3 separate regions of the Sus scrofa genome follow, and all the other regions are linked to region 1. Evidence: chromatin contacts called from public HiChIP or PLAC-seq data. All regions are on one chromosome and are shown on one strand. Each heading gives the region's core, a stretch centred on a gene start, on an enhancer-like site or on the middle of the called end of the contact. The rest is flanking DNA. Distances are from core to core; before and after follow the strand shown.

Region 1 (3,829 bases), core at 389-2,888:
AGCCTGGGAACCTCCATATACCCCAGGTGCAGCCCCCAAAAGACAAAAGACAAAAAACAAAACAAAAAACCACCAAAGATTGTTGTCCAACCACCAGAAGCCAGGAGAGAAGCAGGGAACAAATTTTTCCTCACCGCCCTTAGAAGGAACTCAGATGACACCATGATTTCAGATCTCTAGCCTCCAGAATATGAGACAATGAATTCCTGTTCTTTATTTTTATTTATTGTCTTTTGTCCTTTTAGGGCCACACCCACGGCATATGGAGGTTCCCAGGCTAGGGGTCTAATTGGAGCTGTAGCCACCGGCCTACACCATAGCCACAGCAACATGGGATCCAAGCCACATCTGCAACCTATACCACAGCTCATGGCAACGCTGGATCCTGAGCAAGACCAGGGATTGAACCTGCAACTTCATGGTTCTTAGTTGGATTCGTTTCCGCCCTGCCATGACGGGAACACCTGAATTCCTGTTCTTTAAGCCACCACGGTTTGCAGCACTTTGTTACAGCAGCTCTAGCAAACTAATACAACTAGTGTTTACATAAGGAATTCCTTTCACCTATTTCCTCAGCTACAAAACTGGAACCATCATAGTGCTTCTACACGCTGGGCTCCATTCTAAACAGTTTACATAGAATATCACCTTTAGTCATCACATATACTATACGCAGCAGCATTAGCAGATAGAGATACTCCTGTTATCTCCACTCTTCCCCGTGAGAAAGCTGTGGAACAGAGAGGTTAAGTAACTTGCTCAAGGTTACACTGTAACTAAATATATACCGTAATAATACATCCCTCACAAGATTATTGGGAAGTCTCCATGCGACTGTGGATGTGAAAGCACTTTGTAAATAGTAAAGCATTTTACCCTTGTTAGTTAGAATCTTTGTAGATTTGGGACTCTTTTTTTTTTTTTTTTTTTTGCCCATCTCTGACTGTCACTGCTCTTTCGACGGGATACTTCCTTCCCTCGGCGAGAGAGGGCGCTGCAATGCGCGGGCGCCGACAGGTCCTTCTAGCCCGCTGCGCTGGCTGCTCGCTGGTGCCTATAAGTGGCAGCGCCGGGCTCAGTGAGGCATCAGTCAGCCGCTGCCGGTGCTGGGGCCGGTGTTGGAAGTGGAGCCGGACGCTGAGGAGCTGCAGCTGGGCCGGGGCGCAGCGCCGAGCCGGGGCCGCAAGGAGGGGCGTTTTGCTGCTGGCCCACCGCGAGCCGCCCCCAGCCCGCGCCGAGGCGCCTTCTCGCCAGGCCGCCTGCCTCCGCCTTCCGCCTCCCTCCATTTCCCCGGAATCTCAGCCCGGCGCGCCTGCACCCCGGTCCTTCCCTGGGTGGGGAAGCTCCCGGCCGCTTTCTGGTTTCACTCCTTCCTCGCAGCCTGGGCTCTCAGCCCCCTCTTCTTTTCCTGCACCGGGTCCCACCCCCTTCCATCCTCTTCCTTTAGCTCAGGCTCCCTGCCCCTTCGCTTAGCCAAGTCCCAGCTCCTCAGTCACTTTCCTCAGCCGAGGGTCCCTGCCTTCCCGCTTCCTTTTCCTTGCCTGGGGTTCAGCCTATCCTGTCCCTTCCTCTGTCCTTAGGGCGAAGTCCCTCCCTTCCTCTCCAAACCCCTTTCTCGGGCCTGGAGTTCCAGACCTTTTGGCCTCCTCCTATGATCCTAACTGGGTCCTTGTCCCTTTTCCCCAGTTTGGAGTTCTAGGTCGTGAAGCCAACCTTCCTCCACCTCCAGAGGACTGCTTCCACAAAAACACAGCTCTAAAACATGAACTTTGCCTAGAGACGCCCTGGTCTCTCTCACCCCTTGCAGACTCCTCGCTGCCTATGTCCCAGGTCTCACTTTGCTAAGGCTCGAGGGGCGCAGCAGGATGCTTCTGTGGTCTGGCATCTGTGGCCTCTCTCCACCTCGAATCTTCCCTTCGCTGCTTGTGGTGGTAGCCTTAGTGGGGCTGCTACCTGTTCTCAGAAGCCATGGCCTCCAGCCCAGCCCCACTGCCAGCACCATCAGAGGCTCAGAGCCACCACGGGAACGCTCGATTGGGGATGTCACCACCGCCCCACCAGAGCTCGCCCCGGAGAGCCGCCCTGTTAACCATTCCGTCACTGAACACGGCATGAAAGCTCGGAAGGCCTTTCCCGTCCTGGGCATCGACTACACACACGTGCGCACACCCTTCGAAATCTCCCTCTGGATCCTGCTGGCCTGCCTCATGAAGATAGGTAAGTCCAGTTGGCCCCGATGCCTCTGCCGCTGCCACCAGACTGATGAGCTTCTTGCCCCATCCTTACTGCCTGAGGCTGCCCAGGAATAAGGGTCTGGACTTCTCCTGTCGCATGGGCAGCCTCCATCCTGCCATCTTGGTCCTTCTCAAACTTGAGCTCTGTGGCCTTTGTGGTCTGAGGCCTCCTATAATGGGAGCCAGGATTGTTCATGGAAGAGAGCGAGAGGAGGAAGGGGTGCTCCTGATACTAGGTCCCTCCAGTGAGGCTCCCAGGCCTGGCAAGTCTCCTTTGGCTGGGCCATACCCCGAGGGGAGCCAGGCACCCAGCTGTGTGAGACCGGAGTGTCTGCAGCAACTGGCCCAGTCTACTCTGTCAATAGCAACCAGTGCAATTACACGCTTCATGGGAGGGTGTTCCAGGATGGAGTGTATTTCTACTGGGTCTGTCTAAGGAGTGTGAGTTTAGTGGGGGACCTGTGGGCTGGAGACTTACAGGTGTGGTGGAAGAGGAGGCGTCCCCATATTCCCACCTTCCTTCATCCCCACAATGTTATCTGTCAGCGTTGCCTGCCCAGGCTGGTCAGGAGCCCCTGAGTCAGTTTCCTGCCCTGGAATGCCACTCCTTCTACAGTTTATGGGACAGGGGGCCTGAAGTCTGGTTTGGGGGTGGAGGGAGAGGGAGGGAGGTTCACCCCTCCAGCTCACCTCCAGGTTGGCACCCAGGTTCTGGCCCCAGCTCACCTCCAGGTTGGCACCCAGCTGCGTCTCTAGGTGGTGTCTGGGCCGGCCAGTCATGTTGGCCTGCCTGTCCCTCAACCAAGTGGGAGAGGGGCAGATGGAGGGGCTCCGGATGTTCTGGTCTGAAGAGACTTTGAAGCCTTTTTGGGAGAAGGAAACAGAAAAGTTTTTCCCTTCCAGGGGATTATCTCCCTGCCAGGTCTGAGCGCTCTGTTCTGCTGGGTGATGGAGCTCACCAGAGCCTGCACAGCCCAGAATTCCCTGGAAGGGGTGTCCAGGGGGCTTTGAAAGCCACCTTTGCCTTTTCAGCCCCCAGCCAGCTGAGGAAGGCGTGAGGGCCTGGGACTCTGCTGGTTTGGAGAGTTTGTGACTCTTGGCAGGAAGCCTTGCAGCTTTCCCAAGGACACGCAGGAGCTGAGTGGCAATGCCAGACTGGTATGAGACAGGTTCTGGGACATGCTGCGGGAGGGCACGGGTGCCTCTGTTTTGACAGAGCCAGAAGCTGGCTTCCTGATACGGGGCTTTGGTTCTGTGACAGTAGCAGGCCTGTACATGGAGCTGGGCCACCAGCACCTATCCCCAGATGGCATCTAGCTTCCTGGAAGAATCAAGGACTAAGCAAGGGGAGCCGAGTGTACTGATTCCAACAAATACATGACCTTGAACAAGCCGGGGGCTGTTTCTGCAGGTCTTGCCCACCTGTGAAACTGGCAAGAATCTCTAAAATTTGACCATATCATTGAATCATACAACCTTGTGCCTTAATTTGCCTTAGGAAGCTGGAGTCACTGATGTGTCATTTGCCAATGGGAGACCAGGAAGAGGCTTTGCAAGCACTGTTTATGAATTGCCCTCCTCTCTCCAGCCCCTCG
Region 2 (3,829 bases), core at 955-3,454, 400 kb before region 1:
CTGTGAGCACAGGAACTGAAAGGTTAGTGGAGGAGGGCAGCAGGCCCCTATGAGGCCTCTTTGTTCTGTGCCCATCATCTCCGCTGTTGCATGGGGGGCGTAAGTGCCACATGGAGGACAAGGACTGGACCTGACTCCTATTTGAGCCTCGACCATCCAGCCTGGCACAGACTAGTGACAGGAAGGCTGAGTTTAATTGATTGAATGAATGAATGAATGACAGCAAACACTTATCTGGCACTTACTATGTGCCAAGCACTAGCCTATCAGCTCATTGTTTCTCCCAAGAAACATGTAAGGTCACACCTGTGCCACAGCAGCAGCCCGAGCCAAGGCAGCGACAATACTGGACCCTTAACCTGCTGAACCACCAGGGAACTCCTCTTCATTCATTCTTTAATTCTTAGAACCAATCATTTGTTTTTGCATTGGGTTTTCATTTGTTTATCTGTTAATTCCTTTGTTCCTTGATGGAGTCATGCGTCCTGTACCCAGAGAACCTGCCTCTTTGTGCCAGACTCTGCCTGGGCTTCAGGGGACATTGCCAAGAGCCAGATCCAGTCCTTGCCCTTGAGGAAAACATATCCCACACCCCACACCCCAGGAAGAAGTGATCAACAGGCACACTGCTGAGTGCTCTGCTGAGGATGAGGGGCCAGACCTTGAAGGATGACAGAGCGTGACAGATTGGGGGATCCCCACGGGCGGGGACCAGTCTCTTTCATCTTTGTCCTCCATAAGCCTGACACCAGAAGGGCAATGATAAATGTTTGTTTGCTAATTGAATACACAGGGCCACAGCCAGTCAGAGAGTGCTTGATGGTGGAGGTGATGGTGCCCAGCCAGGGTGAAGCCACTCTGCCCAAGTCCTGTACCTGCACCTCCCCATCCCTCCTCCCAGTTCCCTAAGAGAAATGCATTCTTATCGATACCCAACTGTTCTCTGCCACCCTAAATCATACGGAGACACACCTGAGCACACACATGTGCACACACACACAGATATTTCCATGCATCCCTGCTCATATATAGAAATACACATGCCTGCATCATGTGCCCCAATTGTTGATCCCAAAATGGCAGTCATTGTGTTTCTTGCCTATAATCACACACACACACACACACACACACAAAACAGTGCTCACATACCCTCCCTGCCTCCCTACTGTATCCCAACGCACATCCTTCTCCACCAAACAGCCCTCCAACACGCATCCCTTCCTCCCCAGACAGAAGGGACTCTCCTGGCCTTTGGTTGAAGACTGAAGAAGTAACAGTGGTCGGAGGGGGATTGAAGCTCAGGCTGAGGGAAGGGTCAGGGATCCCTGCCAGTGGGAAAGGCTGGAACTGTCACTGAGGATGATGCTCAGTTTTTCTAAACCTTGGGTGGGTGTGGGAGGCTGACATGGTGCCAGTTCCTCAGTGCGGCCCCACAGCTGATTCCTCTGAAAAGCAGTTTCCTAAGAGAGGGGTCTTCTTCTTCTTTTTTTTTTTTTTGGTCTTTTTGCCTTTTCTAGGGCTGCTCCCACGGCATATGGAGGTTCCCAGGCTAGGGGGTCTAATCGACTGTAGACGCCGGCCTATGCCAGAGCCACAGCAACGCAGGATCCGAGCCGCGTCTGCAACCTACACCACAGCTCATGGCAACACCGGATCCTTAACCCACTGAGCAAGGCCAGGGATCAAACCGGCAACCTCATGGTTCCTAGTTTGATTCGCTAACCACTGAGCCACCACGGGAACTCCACCTAGGAGAGGGGGTCTTCTGCTGCTTCCCTCTGTCCTAGATAGTGCCCAGGCCCTGAAGATGGCAAAGTGTGGTGACTGGAATTGCAGTGGCTCTGGTGACAGCAGTCTGAGGTCAACTGGCCATGATAACTTGGGTTCAGGCCTGTCCCCATCTGGGCCTCAGTTTCCTCAGCTGCAAAAGGGGGGTGGGGCAGTGATATGGAAAAGCCCCTCTTAACCTTTAAAGAGTGGGTGCTTCTGGGGGTGAGGAACCTGCCCTTTTGGAGGGGTCTTGGGAAAGCAGTGCTGGGTGTTCAGGTCAGGGGAGAGGAGCCAGGGTGCAGGGGGAGGCCTGGGAAAGCTGACCCCACGCGATCGCGCGGGGGAGGTAGGAAGGGGGGGGCGGGAGGGCCTGGGATTTAAGGGCCCCTCCCCGCTGCGGGCAGCTGGCTTGGGGCTGGGGCGTGACTGCAAATTCTCCCCGTCGGCACAGCCACCGCCACCGCGGCTGCACTAAGAGACGTCCGAGGCGGCTTCTTCCTCCCTGCCCAGAGCGGGCGGCGGTCAGCACCCCAGTTTCCTCACCCCCACCCCCGTCGGCACTCGTGGCTGCTGGGAGCCGGGCTAGCTCACCCTGGGGTCGGTCGGAAGCGGACTCCCCTGGGAGCAGGTAGGCGCAGTCAGTGGGGCTGGACAACAAGCCCTGCCCCGCCCCCAGCCTGCCCTGGGCCCCGGGAGGTGGGGGTGGGGGTGGGGTGTGGGGGTGGGGGTGGGATGGGGGAGGGGTGGGAGCGGAAGCCTGAACTTGGGGAGGAGAGCGGAGGGAGTGGAAGGCCAAAGAGACCCCCTCCCCTTGAAAAGCACCTGAGGAGGAAAACTGAGGCGACCTGGAGACTGAGACTGATACAATTTGGGGAGGGGGCTGAGGGAATATGGGGACAATAGACTAAAAGGACCCCTCCCAACACGCAGAGGTATGGTGGGGAAAACGGAGGGAACCTGTGGAGTGGCAATGATAGAATTTGGGAAGGGGGCGGAGTCGGGGGGGGAGAACGAAGAGACCCCCAAAAGGGGCTGGGGGAGAAACTAAAGGGACCTTGAAAGCGAGGATTTGGGGGAGAAGCCGAGGGGTCTGGAAGAGAGGAACTAAGTGGCTGGGACCGGGAGAATCAGGTGAGGGAGTTCGCGAGAAGAGGTCAAGAAGAACCCTTTCTGGAAGATGCAGAATGTGGGGCACAATTCCGGGGGTCCAGGAAGTCCCCCAATCCGGAATCGGCAGAAGTCGAGGGTGAAGTCTGTAGCGGAGAGGGGAGGGGAGGCTGCCACGAGGCAGCCCCCAGACCCTCCCACCCCGCACAGGTGGGCGGGTCCCGGGTGGCCTGGGGACTCCTTCGAGGCGCTGGAGGCGTCGGTCCCGGCTTCCTGGGGAAGTCTCCGCCCTCGGCAAGGATGGGCCTCTCTGGGTGCCCCCTTCCCGCCCGCGGTGGCGGTCTCGGTCCACGTTCCTCTCGGGATCCGGGAATTGCTGGCCTCCCCGACGGAAATCCTGCCTTTGACCGCGACTGCCGGGAGGGGCTGTCTCCATGGTAACAAGAGGGCGGACAGTCAGAGGCGGGTACTTGGCTGCAGCAGGGATCCCCGCCCGCCCGCGCTGCCCCCTTTGATTCCCTCCCCGGCCCCCATTTTGGGTCCTCAATCGGAGGCAGCCTTTGAGACAGAGGAGTAAGGCCATGATGCTCAGTGTTCAGGGATCCTGGGGAGGGGGATCTGCAGTCTCAGAGTCTTAGCCAGACTGGGACCTTGGTTGGTGTGTGACTTAGGCCAATTCTGAGGCTTCTCTGGGCCTCATTTTCCTTATCTGAATTATGTGGGAAATTATCTCTGCCCCTACCCAGCCCCCAGCCCCACCTTATCCCAGTCATGAGAATCAAATACAGAAAGCAGTTTTTGCCTAGTGTCCTAGAGGGGTTGAGTTACCACAGATTCAGGGATCCTCTCCATTTTCTCAAAAGCATGAGGCAGAACCAGAAAGCCTGACAAGGCCTCCAGGGACCAGAACACAGCTGATTCTAATGAAATAAATGTCTGTGGGTCATTGAAG
Region 3 (3,829 bases), core at 542-3,041, 380 kb before region 1:
CAATGAAGAAATCTTTGAACCCAGGGCTTGCCTGCAAGGAGAAGCAGCTCCTAAGTGGGGGCCTCTGCTGCTGGCCATGCCAGGCCCATAAAGCCAGATCAATCGGTGTTCTATGTAGAGTCCTAGACCATTCCCATTGCTGCTGTGCCCCCCCCCTTGTTCCTGCAAAAGGCCAATAGAAAATGTCCCCCAGGTTCTCTTTTGTCCTCTGAGAGTTTCAGACTGTCCTAGAGGAGGGGCTTGGGAGGTGTGGAGGTGAAGGGAAGGTGGTGGCAGGGAGCTGCAGTTGGCACAATGACACCACCTGCCTTTGTCACACACTGGCCATCACCTCGCATCACCCTGCAGGGCCAAAGGAAGAGTCAGAAACAGGTGGGCCAAGGACAAAGGCACTGCTGAAGGAACTTCAGACATGGGGCAAGACAGAAACAGCCAGCAGACACTGGGCAAAGGACTGTCAGACACACAGATGAAGTGTGTGTAGTGCAGAAATGGGACCAGCACAGGACCAGTCAGGGCCGGTGTTGGTAGACACTGAGGACAGGACAGTGACCATGCATTATTCATATCCTTGTCCCCTGTGAGCCTTGCACACCTCAGTTAACATTGGTTGAATTGAGGTGCCAAAGGAGGACACACAGGCACTGAGAGAGAAGGTCAGATGGAGACCTGGGGAGTCACAGCTCCCTGCCATGGCCCAGAGGGTAAGCAGTGGGCTTTGCAATCAAACACACCCTGGTCTGGCTGGGCTCTCCCACTTCTTCAGTGCCCTCATCTCTAAAATGGAAATGATAACAGTACCATTTTGCCAGGTCTTTGCAGGACTCAAGGGCCCTGCCGTGTGCAATAAATGGCAGCAGCAGTTCTTCCTGAGCTGTCCAGCTACTTCCCCTTGGTAACCAGGCCCTGGCAGTGCACATTCCCATCTGTGGGGATAGGCCAGGCAGGGGGCCAGGAGCCAGGGGCTGGATAACAGATGTGACCTGAAGAGGAGGTAGGTGAAAGTGCTGAGTCCAGCCCCCTGGGCACAGCAGGAGCTCTGAACTGTTGAATCTGAATTTTGTTTCCTGACACAAGGAAAAAACTCAGTCGAATTTAGGGAGGCAAAGCCCGTGTGTGTGTGCATGCGTGTGTGTGTGTGTGTGTGTGTGTGTGTGTGTGTTCTGTGGATTGGTGTGTGTATGTGTGTTCTGTGGATCATCCAGGACTTTTGTGCCCTTGCCGCCCTTGGACTGCCAGAAAGACTGGGCTTTGGTGGGCGGCGCTAAACCCAGAGCTCAGAACTTGAGTTCATGTCACTGAGGAGGAGATGCTGGTGGGCTTTGAGGTTTCTGAAGCAGGTCTCTCGCCATAAACCTTTGCGCTTGACTCAATAGGAAATCTTTTCAGAAAGGAAGAACGCCCCCAAATTCAGGGAGCTGGCCCTCTCCTCTCTCTTCTTCCCCTCCCATTTAATTGGGACGCCCCAGAAAGTCGCAGGCCCTTTAGCTAATCCCTCGATTCCCCATTCTACGCTCATTCTATTCGCAGACCCCGCCCCTTCGCTGCCGCCCGCAACCTCCGCTCGAGCCAGAGCCCCTGCGGGGGACGAGGCACGCGGGAAATGTTCCCAACCATTGAGGAAGACCAGCAGCCCTTGGTAAAAGAGAACATGCCCCCGCGGGAGGGGCCCAGGCGCTGTGTCCCTCTGGGGTCCCGGCCGCGCCGTCGGAGCAGCGGGCGCCGCCCCGCCCGCCTCGCGCGCCGAGCGGCCGAGGCGGGGACTACAAGTCCCGGCGTGCCGCGCGCGCGCTCCCCCCTGGGGTTCCGGATGGTGAGCGGCGAAGGTAAGGCGAGCTCGCAGAGGCAGCGGCGGCGGCGGCGGAGACGGAGAGAGGCAGGCAGGCAGGGCGAGGGCGAGAGACGGAGGGAGGGAGCGAGCGAGCGAGGCAGACCAGACAGACAGACAGGCGGGCGGGCGGGCGGGCAGAGCGAGCCACCCGCCAGGCTGCGCTCAGCCCCGCTCGCAGCGGAGAGAGCAGAAGGCAGGAGGAGGGAGGGGAGGAGGGGGAGGGAGGGAGAGAGGGAATCCAGCTACCACCACCCAAAGCCAGCGTCTGCTTTCTGTCCTCATTTCCTTTTCCCACCCAGCTCTGAGAGCAGAGAAAGGCAGAGGGAGCGAGAGATAGAGACAGTCAGACAGACAGACAGACAGCCGGAGAGAGCGGGAGGGAGGAGGGCGGAGGAGAGGAGCAGGAGCAGGAGGAGGACTACGCGGGGCGCGTTCCCTCCCAGGTTTGCAATTGGGGGAGTGGGGGCGGGGGTGTCCAGGGCTGTGAGAGTGTGTGCACGGTGGGGGGAGCGAGGGGGGCGCAGAGAGAGCGAAGGAGTGATCGAGGTGGGGGGCGCCGCGGGAGCGGGGGGCCGTGTCCAGCGGAGTTAGCGGCGGAGAATGTGAGCCGAGGCGCGAGCCATGCTGTCAGCAACGGCGGGCGGCTCAGGGCTCCTCCACGACTCCTCTCCCCAGCAGCCGGGCGCCCGCGTCGCCGCCGCCGCCGGAAGACAGACGCCCCCCAAAGCCCTTCGCCTGGCTCGGACCCACGGAGCCGGCAGACCAGCACTCCGGTGAGTGGCGCCTCCTCCCCACCCTAGACCCCCGCTGGGGACCGTCCGGCCGGGCTCTTTTGTGCAGCGCACCGGGGGGGCCCCGCGCCCCCTCTGCGTGCCCCGGTCCGGTCCGCCGGACCCCGTGGCTGCGGTGCCCGCGGTGCGATCGGTCTTTGTTTCCACCGGGGCCCGCGGCTCGGCTGGGCTCGGCTCGAAGCCTGGCAGGCAGCGCCGGGAAGGGGGAGGGGGAGGTGGACGAGAAGGGGGGGCAGGGAGGGGGGGTTCTCGGGTTTCCTGGCCGCCCCGCGGCTCCCCCGGCTCGGGGGCGAGGTGCGCGCCCAGCGCTGCCGCGCGCCCCCTCCTCCTCCCCCTCCCTCCGTCTTTGGATTTAAAACTGCAATTTGCTCTCCAGCTTGCTGAGAATGGGGCGGGGGGGGGAATGAAGGGGGGACCGTGGGAGCGGAGAACAAGGCTGGATTTTAGGAACCGCGCTGGGAAAGGGGGAGACTGCGGAGGGAGGAGCACCTCCCCTCCAACCCCCAAATCCCAAGGTTCCGTTGGTGCTCTGGGAGTTGAGGGGCGGGGACCTAATGACCCGGAGGGGGTGTGGGGTGGAGGAGGGATTTGGGGGCGGCCGGGGCTGGAGGGGTTGGGCCGCGTGCCCGGTTACCTGGCGAACAAAGTCGGCTCACTTTTGCATAAATAAATAAATAATCGCCTATCAATGCGTTTCCTCTGAGGCTCTGATTGAATCGGCCCCCTCTTCCCCAGGGGGTGGGGTGCTGAGTGACAGCTGTCAGCCCCCTGGGCCGGTAGCAGAGGGTGAATTGCTGAATCCCTCTGCTTTCTGGCTAAGGGCGCCTTCCCCTGCTGGGTCCTGGTCCCCCGGCAGAGCCAGAGGGGCAGGGGGCTGGCTCTGAGTCTAGGAAATAACCTTGTTTCCTGTTCTACAGGAAAAGGGACAGCAACCCAGAGTTTGGGGGCTGGGGATGAGGGCTGGTGGGAGCTGGAGGGGTTCCCCAGCAGCCTGACCCCCCCAGTCTCCTGCCAGGCGAAGGGGCCAGCTGAGGGAGGAAGGATGTGGGCCTTGCTGGCCGGAGGCGGGAGCTGGGGCTGTCCCTGAGGCGGGCAGCGGGCACCGAGAGGGAGGAGGGAGAGAGAAGCGGGGGCGGGAATTCTCTACCGCAGACCCTGGGGGCCAGGGCCAGATGTGGAGGGGTGGGGAGTCCCCCCTCCCTCCTAG

What was found. HiChIP or PLAC-seq counts read pairs in DNA pulled down with a chosen protein or histone mark.
Region 2: a contact with region 1 is called in an H3K27ac HiChIP or PLAC-seq map of alveolar macrophages. The contact joins the promoter of FGR here to the promoter of SLC9A1 in region 1. A contact is called at or near these places in 1 of 5 promoter capture datasets (fetal skeletal muscle) and 2 of 2 datasets of contacts at active chromatin or transcription factors (alveolar macrophages and skeletal muscle).
Region 3: an H3K27ac HiChIP or PLAC-seq map of skeletal muscle shows a contact between it and region 1, with 2.3 times the contacts expected there. The contact joins the promoter of LOC110261122 here to the promoter of SLC9A1 in region 1. A contact is called at or near these places in 1 of 5 promoter capture datasets (fetal skeletal muscle) and 1 of 2 datasets of contacts at active chromatin or transcription factors (skeletal muscle).

The regions. Positions count from the first base shown.
Region 1 is chr6:84,424,256-84,428,084 of Sscrofa11.1, reverse strand. SLC9A1 (solute carrier family 9 member A1) reads left to right here and starts at 1,638. Exons shown (of 12, transcript NM_001007103.1): 1 at 1,638-2,217. The coding sequence starts at 1,866. The region is part of intron 2 of LOC110261121 (a long non-coding RNA gene); the gene reads right to left.
Region 2 is chr6:84,828,776-84,832,604 of Sscrofa11.1, reverse strand. FGR (tyrosine-protein kinase Fgr) reads left to right here and starts at 2,204. Exons shown (of 13, transcript XM_021095651.1): 1 at 2,204-2,398.
Region 3 is chr6:84,800,469-84,804,297 of Sscrofa11.1, reverse strand. It overlaps LOC110261122 (ankyrin repeat domain-containing protein 34A-like), which reads left to right and starts at 1,791. Exons shown (of 4, transcript XM_021095643.1): 1 at 1,791-1,826; 2 at 2,507-2,604. The coding sequence starts at 1,811.